Regions from separate parts of the Triticum aestivum genome. Here region 1 is linked to region 2. The links are chromatin contacts, called in public Hi-C maps. All regions are on one chromosome and are shown on one strand. The core of a region is the stretch at or near the end of the contact, and the rest is flanking DNA. Distances in the headings are between cores, read along the strand shown. Region 1 has its middle 16 kb from the start of LOC123099953. Region 2 holds the start of LOC123099952 (transcription factor MYB2).

Region 1 (5,852 bases), core at 2,792-5,291, 200 kb after region 2:
TCCCATAGGTGGCCGTGGTTTCCCGCGACGGAGATTGACAAACATAGCATTGGTCAATGATGCAACTCATGAAAGAATTAATAAGGGAAGAGAAGATTCAGATGCAAATACACTATCTTGGACATCTTTTATGATTGTGAGCCCCCATTAACTATTATATGTCAAAATTGTTGACGTTGGACAAGGAAGACAATGTAATGATTTATGTTTGTTCATATTCACATAGAAGTTATATTGTCATAGGTCCTTCAACATGTGGTACTTGCTCAAGATCTTTGCTAGCCAAAATTCCGCACTAAGTAGAGATACTAATTGTGCATCCAAAAACCTTAAACCATATTCATGTTTTGAGAGTCCACCATACCTACCTATGGATTGAGTAAGATCCTTCAAGTAAGTTGTCATCGGTGGAATAAGGAAATAAAAATCGCTTCTAAATGTGTTTGATCATTTAGTGTACGAGAAAATTGAGCATTGTATGAACTTGTGATGGTAATGTAATAAAAGCGACGGACTGCATAATAAAGGTTGCTATCATAAGGGGCAATATAACGTGACGTTCTTTTACATTAAGGGATTTGGCATACAAACCAAAAATTGCATGACAACCTCTGCTTCCCTCCGCGAAGGGCCTATCTTTTACTTTTATGAATTTAATTTTATGCAAGATTCAAAGTATTCTTCCCAATTCCTTTTTATTTTCTCTTTTTGCAAGCATCATGTGGTGAGGAAAGATCTAGGCACATATATCCAGTTGGATATGAGGGAGCATGAGTTATTATTGTTGACATCACCCTTGAGGTGAATACGCTTGGAGGCGAAACTATAAGCCCCTATCTTTCTATGTGTCCGGTTGAAACTTTTTGATCATGGGTATGGTGTGAGTGTTAGCAATCATAGAACATTAAATGATAGTTGAGTATGTGGACTTGCCAAAAGGCTCCGATACGAGACCCTTCCTGAAAATACGATGAATTGTAGTTGCAAAGTTGACTGAGAACATAGTTTGTTGGTTTTCAAAAGAGTTTATGCTTTTTACTTCGATGTTGTGATGAATTGTTACTTGTTCATGAGAAGTTATATGATAAAAGTTATATGTTAAAGCTTTATGATTAAGTTTGCTGCTGTTATGATAATAAGCATGATGCTACTATATCCGTATTTTGCTTTTATCGACACCTCTCTCTCATACCATGTGGACATGTTTTTCGATTTCGGCTTTTGCTCGAGGACAAGCGAGGTCTAAGCTTGGGGGAGTTTATACGTCCATTTTGCATCATGATTTCCTACTGTTATTTATAATGTTTTATGCATAATAATGCTTTATGGAGTAATTCTAATGCCTTTTCTCTCATAATATACAAGGTTTACACAAAGAGAGAGAATACCGACAGCTGGAATTCTGGACTTGAAAAAGCTACGTCAGAGATACCTATTCTACACATCTCCAAACGAGCGAAAAATTTACGGAGAATTATTTTGGAATATATAAAAAATACTGGAGTAAATAACTACCAGAGGGGGCCAGCTCGTGACCACAAGACACCAGGGCGCGCCAGGCCCCCCAGGCGCTCCCTGGTGGGCTGTGGCCAGCCCGGCCCACCTCCGGTGCCAATCTTCTGGTATATAAGTCATTTTGACCTAGAAAAATAAGGGGAGGACTTTCGGGACGGAACGCCGCCGTCTCGAGGCGGAACTGAGGCAGGAGCACTTTTGCCCTCTGGCAGAGCGATTCCGCCGAGGAAACTTCCCTCCCGGAGGGGGAAATCAAAGCCATCGTCATCACCAACAACCCTCTCGTCTTTGGGAGGGCAATCTCCATCAACATCTTCAACAAACCCATCTCCTCTCAGACCCTAGTTCATCTCTTGTGTTCAAGCTTTGTACCGGAACCTTAGATTGGTACTTGTGGGTGACTAGTAGTGTTGATTACATCTTGTAGTTGATTACTATATGGTTTATTTGGTGGAAGATTATATGTTCAGATCCATTATGCTATTTAATACCTCTCTGATCTTGAGCATGAATATCATTTGTGATTAGTTACTTTCGTTCTTGAGGTCACGGGAGAAGTCATGTTGCAAGTAATCATGTGAAGTTGATATGTGTTCGATATTTTGATAATATGTATGTTGTGACTCCCTTAGTGGTGTCATGTGAACGTCGACTACATGGCACTTCACCATCTTTGGGCCTAATGGAAAGCATTGTAGATTAGTTATTAGATGATGGGTTGCTAGAGTGACAGAACCTTAAACCCTAATTTATGTGCTACTTCGTAAGGGACCGATTTGGATCCAAATGTTTAATGTTATGGTTAGATTTTATTTTAGTACTTCTTTCATAGTTGCGGATGCTTGCGAGGGGGTTAATCATAAGTGGTGGTTTTTTCAAGTAAGAACAGCACCCAAGCACCGGTCCACCCACATATCATATTATCAAAATAGCGAACGCAAATCAAACCAACATGATGAAAGTGACTAGATGAAATTTCCGTGTGCCCTCAAGAACACTTTTCTTATTATAAGAGACCGTTTTGGCCTGTCCTTTGCCACAAAAGGATTGGGCTACCTTGCTGCACTTTATTTACCGTTACCATTACTTGTCCGTTACAAATTATCTTGCTATCAAACTACCTGTTACCGACTATTTCAGTGCTTGTAGAAAATACCTTGCTGAAAACCACTTGCCATTTTCTTCTGATCTTATTGGGTTCGACACTCTTACTTATCTAAAGGACTACGATTGATCCCCTATACTTGTGTGTCATCAGCTGGAGGGGACAAGAGGAAGAGCGTCGTTGCATCTACTGCAAGAAAGACGACGGAACTTGGCGGCATGGCGCAGTGGAGTCTCGGCGATGAGGGCATGTTGATGGACACGCGCACGATGGTGGCGATGTGGTGACGTCGATGGCAGAATGACCCGGCGAGGTGAATGCGTTGATCACTCTTGAAGGTGGGACGACGGATGGCGGTGATAGTTTCTGCAGTGTGCGCATGCGGTGCGCGCAGTGGGACGCCAAGACCGGTTGGTGCTCTTAGCTTGCCAGGCGAGCGGCTTCTTGAGGTCACTTAGATGGTATCCGCTAATGCGGTCAGGAGACATTTTATACTTGTAGGTGTAAGGGTGGCTTTGGTGGATCTTTGTATTTATCTTGTCAGACTCTGTTGAATAATTAATAAACATGGCTACATACCGAGTGTAATCCCCCTTTTCAAAAAAACAAAGCATCTAAAACATAACAAAAATTACATCAAAATTCTGAGACCATCAAATAACCACTACTGCTGTCGACTCGTTGTTGTCGCCACTTCCCTACTGTAGCCGGCTTGGCCTCGTCGATGACAGTGGGAAGCCTTCGTGTGCCCCTAAGGAGCAGTGCCCTGGATCCATAGTTTTCGCCGTTGAGCCCTTGTATATATTAAAAAACCTGACACCAAATCGCCACATGACGAGAAACCCTAACCTCACTGTCTATGGAGACGGCGGAAATTTAAACCGGAGCTCCGTTGACTACGTCCAGACGGACGTACTCGAAGAGGATCGGAGCCCGGATGGCAAACTCGAAGAAGAAGCGCCGCCATCCACCCGAGTGCCTCGCCCGTGAAGGCTAAAAAGCCCTAACCTAAATTACTAGCCGGAGTGGAGGCATCGGGATTCCCCTCTTTGCAACCGGCTGCCAGAGCGGCAGACAGAGAAGAGGCAAATTCACGGGCTTGCCAGTGAAGTCTGGAGGAAGAGTTTGCCGTAGCCGTCTAGAGTTAGGGGAGCAAACAAGAGGAAGTCTAAAATATGACGCGTTAATTCGGTGTGAGTGTATCCACAAAACGAACATTTTGTTTTGAAGCAAATGTGAAAGCATTGGTTGCGTGTGCATCCAACTATCCATTCACACATATATGCACTCGATCACGATGTGGATGACAATAAATAGCTAGGGACAGCCACGTGCTAGCTTGGTGTGTCCTATGGAGTTGGAGCGACTACTCTAGCGGTGTGTCAAAGACATTGGATCCGCCTCTCCGGCGTGCATATAAAGCTACAAGTGTTCGCTGGCACCGGTCCCAATTGTCAGCGCCTAAGTACGAGAAAGCAAAGTGTTGACACATGTAAACATGCAAGCATCACACGGCACATGTTCTCGAGCAACTGAGCTACCACCAGTGTAGACGTAGTACACATTGTTCATGGGGCAGCCAACATGGAAATTTTTTAGCGACATTGTACAACTGGTTGACTAGCCGAGATGGGGACTGAGTGAGACTGCTGGGACAGCACAGCAGCCTATTCACTTCTCTGGTAGTATATGCGACCTGCGTATTAATATCGCTCGCAGAAATACCATGCATATTAATATCATGGAAAGGTTTTTTTAATTGTTAGGATTCTTACCACATGGGTCATGGTGTAGTACTCACTTCAGGAAGGAAAAGGACGTCGTCTTTTTTATTGAGCCGTCCCATGAAGCTGAAGGCTCTAATGCGGCTAAGGAAGCACGCGTCACGCATGGCAGCGGGCAACAGGCCTGGAGTTATGCATCTCCAGCGGCAACCTAAAAAAACTCTCACATCCGTTCATGAACAGGGAACAGTCCGCGAACATGGATACGGGAAGGTCAACACCCAACGCTAACCGCATACATTTCAAACTATTTTCAACAAACCGGAAGAAATTCATGCAAACACGACCGGATTTCGTACAAACATGATGGATTTCATACAAATACGGCGAATTTAACTACATTTCGAACATTTAGGACAAAAAAACCGCTCCTAAACCTATCCTACGGCAGCGGCGCCTGGAGTTCAAGCCTGTGTCGTCCTCCTTCCGTTGTCTCCATGAGTACCGGCAATAAGACCGATGAAGTGAAGGTGTGGTCTACGGTGAGGAAGAGTAGAACATGAAGACGGGCCGGCCCAGATGGGACACCAGGGCCCGCCGCCTCCCGTGGCCTACTCATCCTCGAAGGAGCCCGCGCCTTGTCCATCGCCGGTGGACGTGAGGTCCACGAGGGAAATGGTGGCGCCTTAGTCGTCGTTGTCCCATCGGGCCGGCTAATGGTTCATCAGCGGCGTGTAGGAGGTGTAGCTGCCTATGTTCTCCTCCGCGATGGCATGCAGTTGTGCCTCCGCGGCTGCCTCTTCCTGGCGAGTGGCGGCTTGAGCGCGGACGATATCGTAGATGGCACGCTGCTCTGCGGCGAAATTTCGGTTCGCCGCGGCCATGGCCGCCACAACCTCCTCGCTCGCGCGCTCGCCATAGATCTGGCCCTCCGCCAGCCGGTGCTGCTCCAAGAGGAACAGGTTGTACCGATGTTCCTCCTACGTCTGTTGGAACCCCGACAAAGGCGCCGACGCAGGCTGTACCTCCGCCATGGCAGCATTGAACTGCGTCTATGCCTGCTCCATGGTGAAGCCGGCGTGCACGAGAGGCGCGGAAGCCAGGGCGGAGTCGTCGGAGCCCGTCTCCATCATCAGTGACCTCGGGCGAGCTGGTCGGCAAGCCAACCTCGATCCGCCTGGCACGGCAGCTATGCCAAGCGGCGGCAAGGGCAGCCACCGCATGCTTCATCTCCGGCGACATACTATCCCACAGTGCTTTCCCACCGGCGATCATGACAGATGCAGTGCAAGGGAGGAAGATGTGAATGGGCTGGTGTTGTGGTGTGGAGTTAGCCAGGTGTGGTCGCCTTTATATATAGCGGATTCCGGTGAGACGAGGCGTCCGGGGGCGTCAATGCGCGGCGTCGGAGTTGGTTTCTCGGTCGGCGAGCCTGCATAATGGCGGCAGACGGGCGGATAGCGGCATTAGGCGGGCGCGGTAGATATCAGTCTCGTCCTATCCGGTCA
Region 2 (5,339 bases), core at 1,988-4,487:
GCCATACACAAATAAAAACCACATGCAACAACAATAAACAACGTCTTTTTTAGTTGTTTGTAAAACATTGTATGGGCTGTTGGCAGAATTCGTTGATTTTTGTTTTCTAGAAAATTAGCAAAACTGCACAATGTACATCATGCCGTAGAGCACCTCTGACCATCGTGCCAAGTATAAAAATTGAAGGATGGGCAGACTCAACCACAAGGAAACTAAGCATCTCCAGGTTTGATTCTTTTGGCACCTCGGTTCGGCCGTTTATGCTTTTACCTATATAAAGGGTGGCGAAAGCTTGTTATGCAAAAAATATATAAATTTTGGCCTTTTGTCTCATTTTGCACCACTTCTTCGAGTCGCGGTTGGCCACGGCACGAATTCTATGGTGTTTTGTTGTAGGTCGGCCTAGAATGTTGGTTATTGACCTCCTGGATTAATAATACCCATTTTTAACAAAATGTCATCACATTCCATTCTCTTGTTATGAGGATAAGTTTGCTTACGCAATTTGTGGAAGAAGGCAATCGAGATATTGAAATGTTTAAGCAATTTGAATGTAAGTAGAATTGATTGTGGGTCAATGTCTTGATTGGCTTTTGATGATGTGTTGTTGTACAGGCCAACACTATTTTGTATGCACTTGATACTTACTCCACGCTCAAACTAGAGTTGTCTTGATTGGAGTACCATATTGTTGGTTATTTGGAAAAGTGGAGCAAAAAGTATGAACATAAGAAATTGTATGAAAATAATTCCACGGTAATATGTTACTCCAATTGTATGAACCTATTGTTCGCTATTTGGAAAAGTGGAGCAAATTAGTGACCTATCAATGTTGTCTTATGAAAATGTTGATTAATTGTAATTTGGACCACTTCCGCCAATTCATTGAGCCATGGGCCACTTTATGTGATTTTTGACTTAATGAGGAAGCCCTAGATGACATTCGATGGAAGCACACGCCTAGTGGCACCTATTTGGTGGCGGTGGACTACATTGCTCAATTTCAGGGCACCACTCGGTGGAAGAGGATTTGTAGCACATGGGTGCTCCACCCCTCTACATGGACATTAAGTTAAAAAAACCGAGAAAATTGAAAAAAGAACTAGGATTTTGGGATACCAAACTTGGGTGTCCGATCTATTTCCGTGTGAAATTTCATGAAAAAAATACCAAGAAACGTATCCGTAGCAAAAAAGACAGAAAAAATTCCTATGTTTAGAAGAAAACACTGTTGGATGGATTTTTTTCGGACAGTATTGTCTTCGCCACATATACATTTCCTGATATCTTTTTTTAAGAAACTTCACACGGGAGTAGATTGGGAACGCAAGTTTGATATCCCCAAAATTCAGATTTTTTTTTGATTTTTTTGGCAGTTTTACATTTAAAATTTGTATAGGGGTGTGAAGCACCCAAGAGCTCCTTTGTGTTTTCCACCACTCGGTCTCCTATATGGAACACACAATATAGAAGGCATGGGCGCCTTCCAAAGTGAAAATTTTCACTTGGTTAGCCATCCAAAATCGGATTTGGACAGCGGATAGATTAGCCAAATGTGAGTGGCCGAACTACAGTCTCTGCCCGCTAGGCAAATGTGTTCAATAGATCACATCACATCTTCTTTACAAGTGTCGCTACACGACTAGGCTATGGGGCATGATCAAGGACTTGCTTCAGATTCAGAATATTGATACTTTTGCTTGGCAACTGGTGCGTTCCACCAAAGATTGGCGTGTGGGTCCGTCAAATGCTAGCATCCTAACCCGCAAGGCCGTCACCTTGATTTTCATGCTCACCTCTTGGGCCATTTGAAGGAAAGAAAACGTACATGTGTTCTGTCAAAAGAGCATCCGGCCGACAATCCTTCGTCGTGAGATTAAGAAGGAGGCGGCCCTATCACTGCTTGCCGGGGCTAAGAAGCTAGGGCAAATCATGCCGGGCGAGGGAGGCATGGCTGTACTAGGGGGTGTTGTAATGTTTAATTCTCGAGGGTTTGTAACACCAAAAATCTCTATTTTGTTCTCCTTTATTCATACACGAAGCAAATCTTTTGCCTCTGTTTCAAAAATTATATATATAGTTTGGCTTAGTAAAGTATTATCCAATAAAAAAAGGTAGTGATATTTTTGTGAGGTCCAAACTGAAGTAAAATTCTTCATGTTTTGCAGAATCAGGATATTATTATGTACCGAAAGTGCTTTTCTGCTCCCGAGCTCAAATGAGCTCGGTGAATAGTAAAACCGAAAAAAGTTAAAAAATTCCAATTTTTTTGGAAGAAACATTGACAAAAGTTATAAGAGCGTGCAAAAATCCATCCTGAAATCACATTCCTGTAAGGTGTGGCAAAAAAAAAAACAAATTCAGTGCTTCAAAATACTTTTGAAAGTAGCATTTTCAGAGTACTAATTTTTTTACCACGCCTTATAGAAATGTGATTTCATGACAAACTTTTGCACGCACTTAAAACTTTTGTCAATGTTTCTCCTAAAAAAAGTTGGAATTTTTTGATTTTATTTTGATTTTACTGTTCACCCGAGCTCATTTAAGCTCAGGTGCAGAAACTCTGCGTCTTCCTAGAGTTTGTGTAGGCTCGATACTTTTTCCCACAATTGGTACACAGACAACTTAATTATGTTTCAAACCTTCAAAATCCCGTGAAAATTGCAGAGGCAGTGGATATTCACCCTCTTTTTGGAGAAGAAAAAAAAATCCCGCGAAAATTCTCCGACCGAATAAGCAATAGTAGTGATCTAACGCTCTTATATTTTTTTTAGGGAGGGTGTAAACACGAAGTAGAGCTGTCTACTCCTGGCTGGCAAAAACGAGATCACCCTGGCTGTCACCCAAAAGGGAAGAGAAGGGAAGAGGTCCACAGCGCGAGCGCGTGGCCATCGTGGCGTAGCGAGTGCGAGTGAGCTAGTAGCAGCACTTGAAATGTAGGCGAGTCAATTAGTCAAACTCGCACGACTTCAAATCCGTGTACGCGAGCGCGAGCCGGTTTAATTTTAGCTGCGTGGCCAATTAGCCCGGTAAATATCCCACCACGCCCTCATCCATCCCTAATAAAGCACGATTAATTGTAGTACCCTAAACTTTTGGCTTTGAAAGATAGAATAATCCAGGCCTAAACTAATCTCCGTATTTGCGGCGTGCTCCCCCACATGCTTCTTCCCAAGTCCACCACAGCTCCCCCACCTCCCGCTTCCCTCGCCGCCCGTCTATATAAGCTTCCTCATTCCTCTCCCGCCCAATCCATCACCGCATACTCTTCTCTTCTCTTCTTTTCTCTTCCCCGCACAGCAGCACTGCCTCGGTCTCGAGCAAACCAAACCAAACCAAAATCTCCTGAGTTGTCCTCTACGCGAGCAAGTGTGCCAATCCTAGGCTCGCTCGCCTGATCAATCCTTCGCGTCGCCAGCTTCATCTCGAGGCGAGGAGGCGGACGATTTGAACCCATGGATATGGTGCACGAGAGGGACTCGAGCAGCGAGGAGGAGGTGATGGCCGGCGACCTCCGCCGCGGGCCGTGGACGGTGGAGGAGGACATCCTGCTCGTCAACTACATCGCCGCGCACGGCGAGGGCCGCTGGAACTCGCTCGCCCGATCAGCAGGTAGGATAATTGCACTGCACAATCCAATCCATGCATGCATGCTACTCTTTCAACTGCTAGCTAGTACTCCGTAGTAGATTGGTTGCTTGCATCATTTTGTTTCCGCCAGACGTGAGGCTTAGATATTTCTAGTATATCATGGAGGGGGAAGCAACAAACCTGTCGCTCTGCATCACCATGCTAATATATGGAAACAGATAGCTACGAACCTACTGCCTGATTTGTCTAGCAGCCGCCCAGCTAGCCGGAAGCTATAGTGAACGAGAGAGAGAGATGTGGGGAAGAATTTTTAGTGGTTAGCTTTATTCCCGGCCATAGGGATATTTATTACTAATCTCTCCTCCATTACATCACCCGTCTCGTCACATACATGCTCGCATCGCATCCGCATCCGCATAAGTAATCACCAAGTTGGCGAATTTATTACTCCAGTAGCTAGCACTGATGTGATGTTCCATTCATTCCATGTGGTTAATCTTGCCTTGCCTTTGCGTACCAGGTCTGAAGCGCACCGGCAAGAGCTGCCGCCTCAGGTGGCTCAACTACCTCCGCCCCGACCTCCGGCGCGGCAGCATCACGCCGCAGGAGCAGCTGCTCATCCTCGAGCTGCACTCGCGGTGGGGCAACCGCTGGTCCAAGATCGCGCAGCACCTCCCCGGCCGCACCGACAACGAGATCAAGAACTACTGGCGCACGCGCGTGCAGAAGCACGCCAAGCAGCTCAAGTGCGACGTCAACAGCCAGCAGTTCAAGGACGTCATGCGCTACCTCTGGATGCCCCGCCTCGTCGAGCGCATCCAGGCCGCCGCCACGGCCGACGCGGTGCAGACCGCCGCTGACACGCCCCTGTCGTGGCAGCACGGCGCCGACGACGCGCTCTACGAGTCACCGGAGCTCCCTGTCGATGCGTGCTGGCCAGCGGAGTACGCCGCCGTGGCCGGCGGGCAGCTGCCCGACGCCTCGGTCGCGGAGCTGTCGAGCACTACTACCGCCGGCTCTTCCTCGCCGTCCACCACCGACTCTGGCGCCGGCGCCCAGCCCAGCTGGCCTGCAGCGGTTGACGGTGCCGAGTGGTTCACCACCGCCTGCGACGCCTCCAGCGCCGCCGCCACCATGTGCGACACGGACCAGCTGATCCAGCAGCAGGCACCGTCCCAGCTCGCGGGAACGTGGACGTCCGAGCCGCTGCCGAGCCTCGGGTTTCCCGAGCTGGGCGTCGCGGACTTCGAGATAGGTAGCTTCGACGTGGACAGCATCTGGAGCATGGACGACTTGTGGTACACGCAGCCGCAGTTCGTGTGAAAAGTCAATACGGTGGCATGGAAATCCACAGCCGCGACGGTGCCCGCGGGGCGGCGTGCGGCCTCCGGGTCCGGGGACGCGTAGCAGATCCAGCGGAGGAAAACGGATTAGAAGAAGGAGAGGAACCACCTGGGACTGGGAGGATTAAAACAAGATTAATTTACCCTGCACGTGAACATCTCCCGGCCTGTTCTGCTCCAGTTCTGTGCCGTCCTCTCCTGTGTTAATTTATTACTACGTACAAGGGTAAAAAGATACGTAAAAGTGTAGCAGAAGCAGATGATCTAGTGTTAGCTGTGCCGCCGTTAATTATGCGATGTTCCGTTTAATCTTACTCATTCTTTTTCGAAAAGTCTAAGCCCAAGTGTGGGCGCTTGCATCTCGCCCACACGTGTGGATCCGCGTCTGTTTGCGAGCGCACGAAT

What was found. A called contact is a pair of places that touch in the nucleus more often than the background predicts.
Region 1: a contact with region 2 is called in a Hi-C map of leaf, with 4 times the contacts expected there. The contact joins the enhancer-like site here to the promoter of LOC123099952 in region 2. A contact is called at or near these places in 2 of 5 Hi-C or Micro-C datasets (leaf and root).

Annotation. Positions count from the first base shown.
Region 1 is chr4D:315,983,665-315,989,516 of IWGSC CS RefSeq v2.1, forward strand. No RefSeq gene overlaps it. Among protein-coding and RNA genes, the nearest start is that of LOC123099953, 16 kb to the right of the region's middle. Within about 2 kb of position 4,042, at least 2 of the 8 cell types and tissues checked have an H3K27ac peak or open chromatin away from gene starts, as enhancers often do. A contact at or near this core is called in leaf, where this site is marked.
Region 2 is chr4D:315,779,628-315,784,966 of IWGSC CS RefSeq v2.1, forward strand. It overlaps LOC123099952 (transcription factor MYB2), which reads left to right and starts at 3,238. Exons shown (of 2, transcript XM_044521964.1): 1 at 3,238-3,612; 2 at 4,112-5,248. The coding sequence starts at 3,456. The coding sequence ends at 4,914.